Regions from separate parts of the Triticum aestivum genome. Here region 1 is linked to region 2. A link is a contact called in public Hi-C data. All regions are on one chromosome and are shown on one strand. Each heading gives the region's core, a stretch centred on a gene start, on an enhancer-like site or on the middle of the called end of the contact. The rest is flanking DNA. Distances are from core to core; before and after follow the strand shown.

What was found. Hi-C and Micro-C count contacts between places; a contact is called where the count stands out from the background.
Region 1: a Hi-C map of leaf shows a contact between it and region 2, with 4 times the contacts expected there. The contact joins two enhancer-like sites. A contact is called at or near these places in 2 of 5 Hi-C or Micro-C datasets (both in leaf) and 1 of 1 datasets of contacts at active chromatin or transcription factors (leaf).

The regions. Positions count from the first base shown.
Region 1 is chr2A:656,676,049-656,678,748 of IWGSC CS RefSeq v2.1, reverse strand. No RefSeq gene overlaps it. Among protein-coding and RNA genes, the nearest start is that of LOC123190025, 33 kb to the right of the region's middle. Within about 2 kb of position 1,253, at least 2 of the 8 cell types and tissues checked have an H3K27ac peak or open chromatin away from gene starts, as enhancers often do. A contact at or near this core is called in leaf, where this site is marked.
Region 2 is chr2A:656,504,803-656,507,655 of IWGSC CS RefSeq v2.1, reverse strand. No RefSeq gene overlaps it. Among protein-coding and RNA genes, the nearest start is that of LOC123190024, 85 kb to the right of the region's middle. Within about 2 kb of position 1,410, at least 4 of the 8 cell types and tissues checked have an H3K27ac peak or open chromatin away from gene starts, as enhancers often do. A contact at or near this core is called in leaf, where this site is marked.

The sequences.
Region 1 (2,700 bases), core at 4-2,503, 170 kb before region 2:
CTCACCACAACCAACAGAACCTCCATCGGAGATTCGGAGGGCACCCCCCTGGACCGGAACCGGTGCGAGCTCCAATCATTTTGAAACTGCTAAACTATTGAGACGCATAGCCAACAGTCAACACACCACCTCCTATCATCTCCATGCATATGCATGAGCGCTCCTTTTCCTTGCTTTATTATCGTCTTCCGTTCCGAGATTCTGATTCCGCGCTCGTTGCTCCCTCGCCCTCATGGCTGCTCTGCCCAGTTCTGTCCTAGGACGAGTGAAGCCCTAGATAATGTGATCCCTCAGACGACGTTGTTTTACTAGCTTATCCCAGCTGATTGATATGCTAAACAAAGCAATCTGAGCTAAGAAAAAGCTTACCCATGAGACCCCACATACATTACAGACTTAGTACAGTAGTGGCTACAGTACCTAATACTAGCAGTACAGCGTAGCCATATGAAACCTTATCTTTGCGGGTTATCTATCTAACTTTCTGTATTTTTGGTCGTCGAGCTTGACATTCCCCAGCCGAGCGAACGTGCACCTTGAAGAGGGACGAGGAATCCGGGAGAAGAAAACGATATCTCCCCGCCTCTTCTCCCGCGCTGCACCCGTCGCCGGTTGACGAGGCGTGCCTCATGCAGTTAACGGAACCCGGATGCAATCAGGCCTTAAATTATGGGCCTAAATAGTACAGTAATGCAAGGTAGCAACCTGCTGCTGTGCTGCAGCCTGATTTTGACAGCAGTACAAGTCCTCGTGCGACCGTGCGTGCGTGCGTACATGTAGGAACGGAAGAAAATCAAACCCAGCATCTCTGCATCTGGAAGGACCAAATCAGGGGGAGAGCGAGAGCAGATGACCGAGACTGAAGAGCGGGAAGATTTTACGTGTCTCGGGCCGAAACGGATGGCAACACGACATGGTACGGTCAGACATGCATTGCCAACCTTGTGCTTGGACTAGGTCATAACTCATACGTACGTACGTACCGGGGAATCACCTGGCTGGATCGTATTAGTAGTAAGTTTCCCCAGGTTGTTCCATCATTTTCCTCAAGGTTGGGTCGAAACCGGAAAAGACCGGTGCCGACGAGCGACGGCGCTGAATGTTTCCTCGGAAGCAACCAATTCAGCGGTCCAGCTTGGGCGCCCCGAGTGCGACCGCCGCCGCGTCGTCGGCGGCCGTCTAATGACCACCCCGACGCACCAACCAACCAACCGCTCGCTGTCACGACTTTCCACCGGTGCAGGTGCAACGCGGCCCGCCCCATCGCCACCCGCTTCCACAACTGGCCAGCAGCGACGCACGGGGACGGGACGGATGGATCCACCGTCACCCGACTGGATTTTCCCCCGGATCGCCCCGTGCTCCCCGCCACCAGACACGGCCGTCACGAGCCCCTCGCCCGCCGCTGCCCCCGGCCGGTGCAGAAAAGGCGAAACCAGCTCACGGGTCACGAGGGCCGGCCGTCGCCCTCAGCCATATCTCCCGGCGACGTGCGTGGTTTCTCTTCCCCCCGGCCTAGCCTAGCTCGGCTGGCCGCTGTTCAAAGCGCGGCGGTGTTGCGGCCGCGGCAAGATAGACACGTTCGTTCTTTTCGCGGCGGGTTTGCCGTGGCGGAATTGAATTGACCACACTAGTTTACAGTTCGTGTTTTAGGCATCAGTCCATCCATCTTAATCTGCACGGGTCATCGACTCGGCCGCTTTTCGCTCCTTCCGCTGCCGCACGAAAATGGCGTGCGTGCGTCGCGGTGGTGTCGTAGTCTCCGGATGCGTCCCGGAAGCTGAAACCGGTCGTCGGAAGCGACGGATCCTACTGGCCACGAACGCCACCGAACCACCGAGGACGAGGGTCTCATAACTCCACTAGGAAGCTGTTTGTTTCTTCGAGTGTTCTCCCGTTGAAACCAAGTCGCCAATGCCATGCATGCATGCGATGCGATGCGATTAGTATTCAGCTGCCGCCGCCGGCCGGCCGTGCGCCGGGCCGATCGAAGATGCATGCACGGCCAGGTGCGATCTATCGGCGTCGCTGTACGAGTCGGTGGATACTGGGTCCCGTGAGTTTGACAGGATTTGCGCGGCCGGTCGCCGGTCCGGCCGCCGTACTTGCACCGCTGACTCGTTTTATCTCTATATATAATCCAACCCACGCAACGCGAGTACGTACGAGCGAAACAATGGAAATCGCAAGGGAAGGACGTGGCCTGACGGCACAAGATAGGGGCCGTGCGTACGTGCCGACGTGGTGCGTGCCATCATGCAAGTAAAAATACTCCTAGATTGCCTTGGAAGAACAACAAAATATCGAATCTATCACAGGTCGTGCAGCTGTTAACAACGTCGAGTAGCCTTGGAGACGCGTACATGCATACAGCTACGCGACGATGGTAACGTACGGGAGAGGCAGGTTTTTCTAGTATTTGTTTTCCCCTTGATGTGATCCGGACGAGATGTCGACCTGCTCGATTGGCTCCATCGCCCATGGGTGAAGATATGCATGCATGGACGCCGCAACTCGAAGGTGGCGGCGGTGAACTAGAAGAAGCAAAAGGCTAATTTCGTTAAGAGAGAGATAAACACCAAGTGTGAAACGCGGTGATTCGTCTGTGTCCTCTAGTATCTTACGATCGATAATCTTCAAACTGTATATATATTATTATCATGAGAGAAGGTCCATAGGCTGGCCAAGACGTGATAGAGG
Region 2 (2,853 bases), core at 161-2,660:
CCAATCTCTTTCTCTCCCCTGCTCCTTGGTCCTCACACTCCTTTAACGCGAAAGGGCTTGTCACTTCTTTTCCTTCACTCCTTCCTGCTCCTTCCTCGTCATCTCCACTTGGTACATTCCTTCGCCACGACGGCCCATCACTACCTTGTCCGCTCCCCTTATTTCCTGCACTATTGCTTGATCAAAATTTCCCTTTATCATTCGAACCCCTACTTCTTTCTTCACTCGAGCTCCCCTTGTAAATATTTGCACGCAACCATGGCCCGAACTGTCTGGACCCTGTTCTTCTAGATCTAGTTGGGCGTGATTTTTTAGTATGTCCAATAATTCCACAGCTGTAGCAGAAGTCAGGAAGATACTCGTATGTGAAGGAGACAATTTTTTCCTCCATTTCTCTCTTCTTTCTCCTTAGTTCTATCTCCTCATCATCTCCCACAGGTATCATTACATTTTCCTGCTCTTGTTCTTCCTCATCGTCAATAAAAGATGTTACAAACCTCATAATTGGCATGGTGATATCTATTCTCACTTTGATCCGCATAAATGCTCCCATAGAATCACCACTAATTTCTGGGTCTACATCAATGACTTTCCCAATTTGTTCTCCTATCAAATCTCTTGTTTCTTTGCTCATCATCCCCATTGGGACGCCATACGCTCTTACCCATATTGGTATTGTCCTGAATTCATATTCATCTATTGTTTTACTAGGCACGAAATCTTCCATCACCAACAGGTCGTTGTTAAATCTCCATGGTCCAGCATCTAGTGCTTTTTCCTTGTCAGCTCTTTGTTGGAAAATAAACAAAAATCGATTTCTGCCCAGGTCTTTGCATTCCACTCCAAATAATGGACTCCAGACTACCCCTAAGGTTCTTCCCACATGTTCTGCCCTAGCAGGTCTCTCTGAAATTAGTTTACCTACTGCCTGTAGCTTGCTCACCTATGAGGAACATGCATGTTTCCTGCCAATCTTGATCCCCTTCTTCTCCGCTTCGGATAGCTGCAGATTCTTGAGCTTGCCCTTCACTCCTCCAAGGTATACTGCCTTCAGGTCCCCCATTGCAGCTGGGAGCAGCTGGGTTCACCACTCCCGAGCAGTCCCCTCTACGCCCCCAAATCTGCCGCCGTCGCCACACACACCAGATCTTGCTCCTGAAATCCTTTCTGTTCCTCACTCACTTATTCCAACTCAGATCTGTTCACTCTCACAATCGCTAGAATAGGACTGGAATTAGACTCTAGATGGGAGGAAAAGGAATTAGGATTGTTGTGTGTTTGTTTTGTGGAAGATTGGATGGGGATTGAACGGCAAAAGTTGCCGACGAGGTCGCGTACAAAGACGCCAAGAAGTCGCCAGAACCAGCGAGACAGCCGTCACGTGTATTCACAAGAAAGCCGAATTGTGCAGACCGTTCATAACAGCACGTCTTCAGACATTGGAAAACTGCACCCCGCGCTAGGCTGGCGCGAGCCCATCTCAGCTCGCACTCAAAGCCTCAAGAAATCTCATTAACTTGCTTTTGCAGCCCAATTTTATTCACAGGAAAGCCTCAAGAAAGTGATGGGCTCATTGCCTAGGTTCTCTGCGACTGCGGGAACTAAGTTACTCAAAAATAAAAAAAATATAGCAAGATGCATGCTCCCCTCCCCTAGAGCCTCATGTACGTATTGAGCCCGTCCATTTTTTCTTTTAGTTCGCTCGCTCCTAGCTCGGATTTTGACCGAAGACGCTTGTTAGCTGTATTATATTTCATTTGTTTTCTGTGGTTTTTTTTTTCTTTTGCTCTTCTTCGAAATTTCTTAGTTTCTTTCTCGATTGCACTGTTTCTACTTATTGTATTTGTATTTTATTTTTTTCTCGGGTTTCTTTGTTTCTTTCTTGGTTTTTATTTGTTTTCTTCATTTTATCTGGTTTTTGTTTGATTCCCGGTTTTCTTCTTCTCTTTTTTCATTTTCCTTTTTTGCACTGGGTTTTCTCCCGTTTAGTTTTTCTTCTTTTTTCTCATTGGTCTTCTTTGTTTCTTTATTTGGTTTTCTTAGTTGTTTTTATTTTTTAACACATGTCTGCATTTTTGTTCCACATTGTACATTTTTCGTATATGGAAAAAATACTTTTTAATACAAATTCAATATTTTTTAAAAACATGATTAATATTTTTTAAATATATGTTTTAATGTCTATTGTTTTCATACATATTTTATTTTTTTGGTATAAATGTAAAATATTTTTTATACAGGTTTAACATTTTTCATACACATGACTATTTTTTTCTTTCAAATATATGTTTTGGTGTCAACTTTTTTCATACACATCATACATTTTCCTTATTGGTAAGGAGATCATTTAAACAAGATCAATCATGAATATATTTCCATAATTTTTTGAATACGAATTTTGAAACTTGATGAAACTATAGAATATAAAACCCATCAAACTACAACATTTACCTGAAACAAGTTTCGCAGACTATCATAGGGTTCCACACCATGTTTCATGGAGTTTCACCATCTCTCGCCTGGTCTGATCATGTTTCAAATATCAAAATTTTAAAATTATCAAAATATATTCAAGAGTGATTTTGTTTAGAAGTCATTGTCACCAGCAATATAAATACACAGACAAAAGTTAAATCGGGCTTTCGGTTCATAAGATAAAATGTTTCCAGACTTTGAAATCACAAGAAAAAGCATGGGTGTGTGGTGGGTTTCATGTCAGATGGTAGGTGCATGGACCATTTGATTAAGTGATATGACATGACTAAATGGGTGAAATACAGCTAGAAGAAGAGTGCATGCATCCGAATCTCCATCTATATCCGACGGTTGACCCATGCATGGGACCTCCCATGC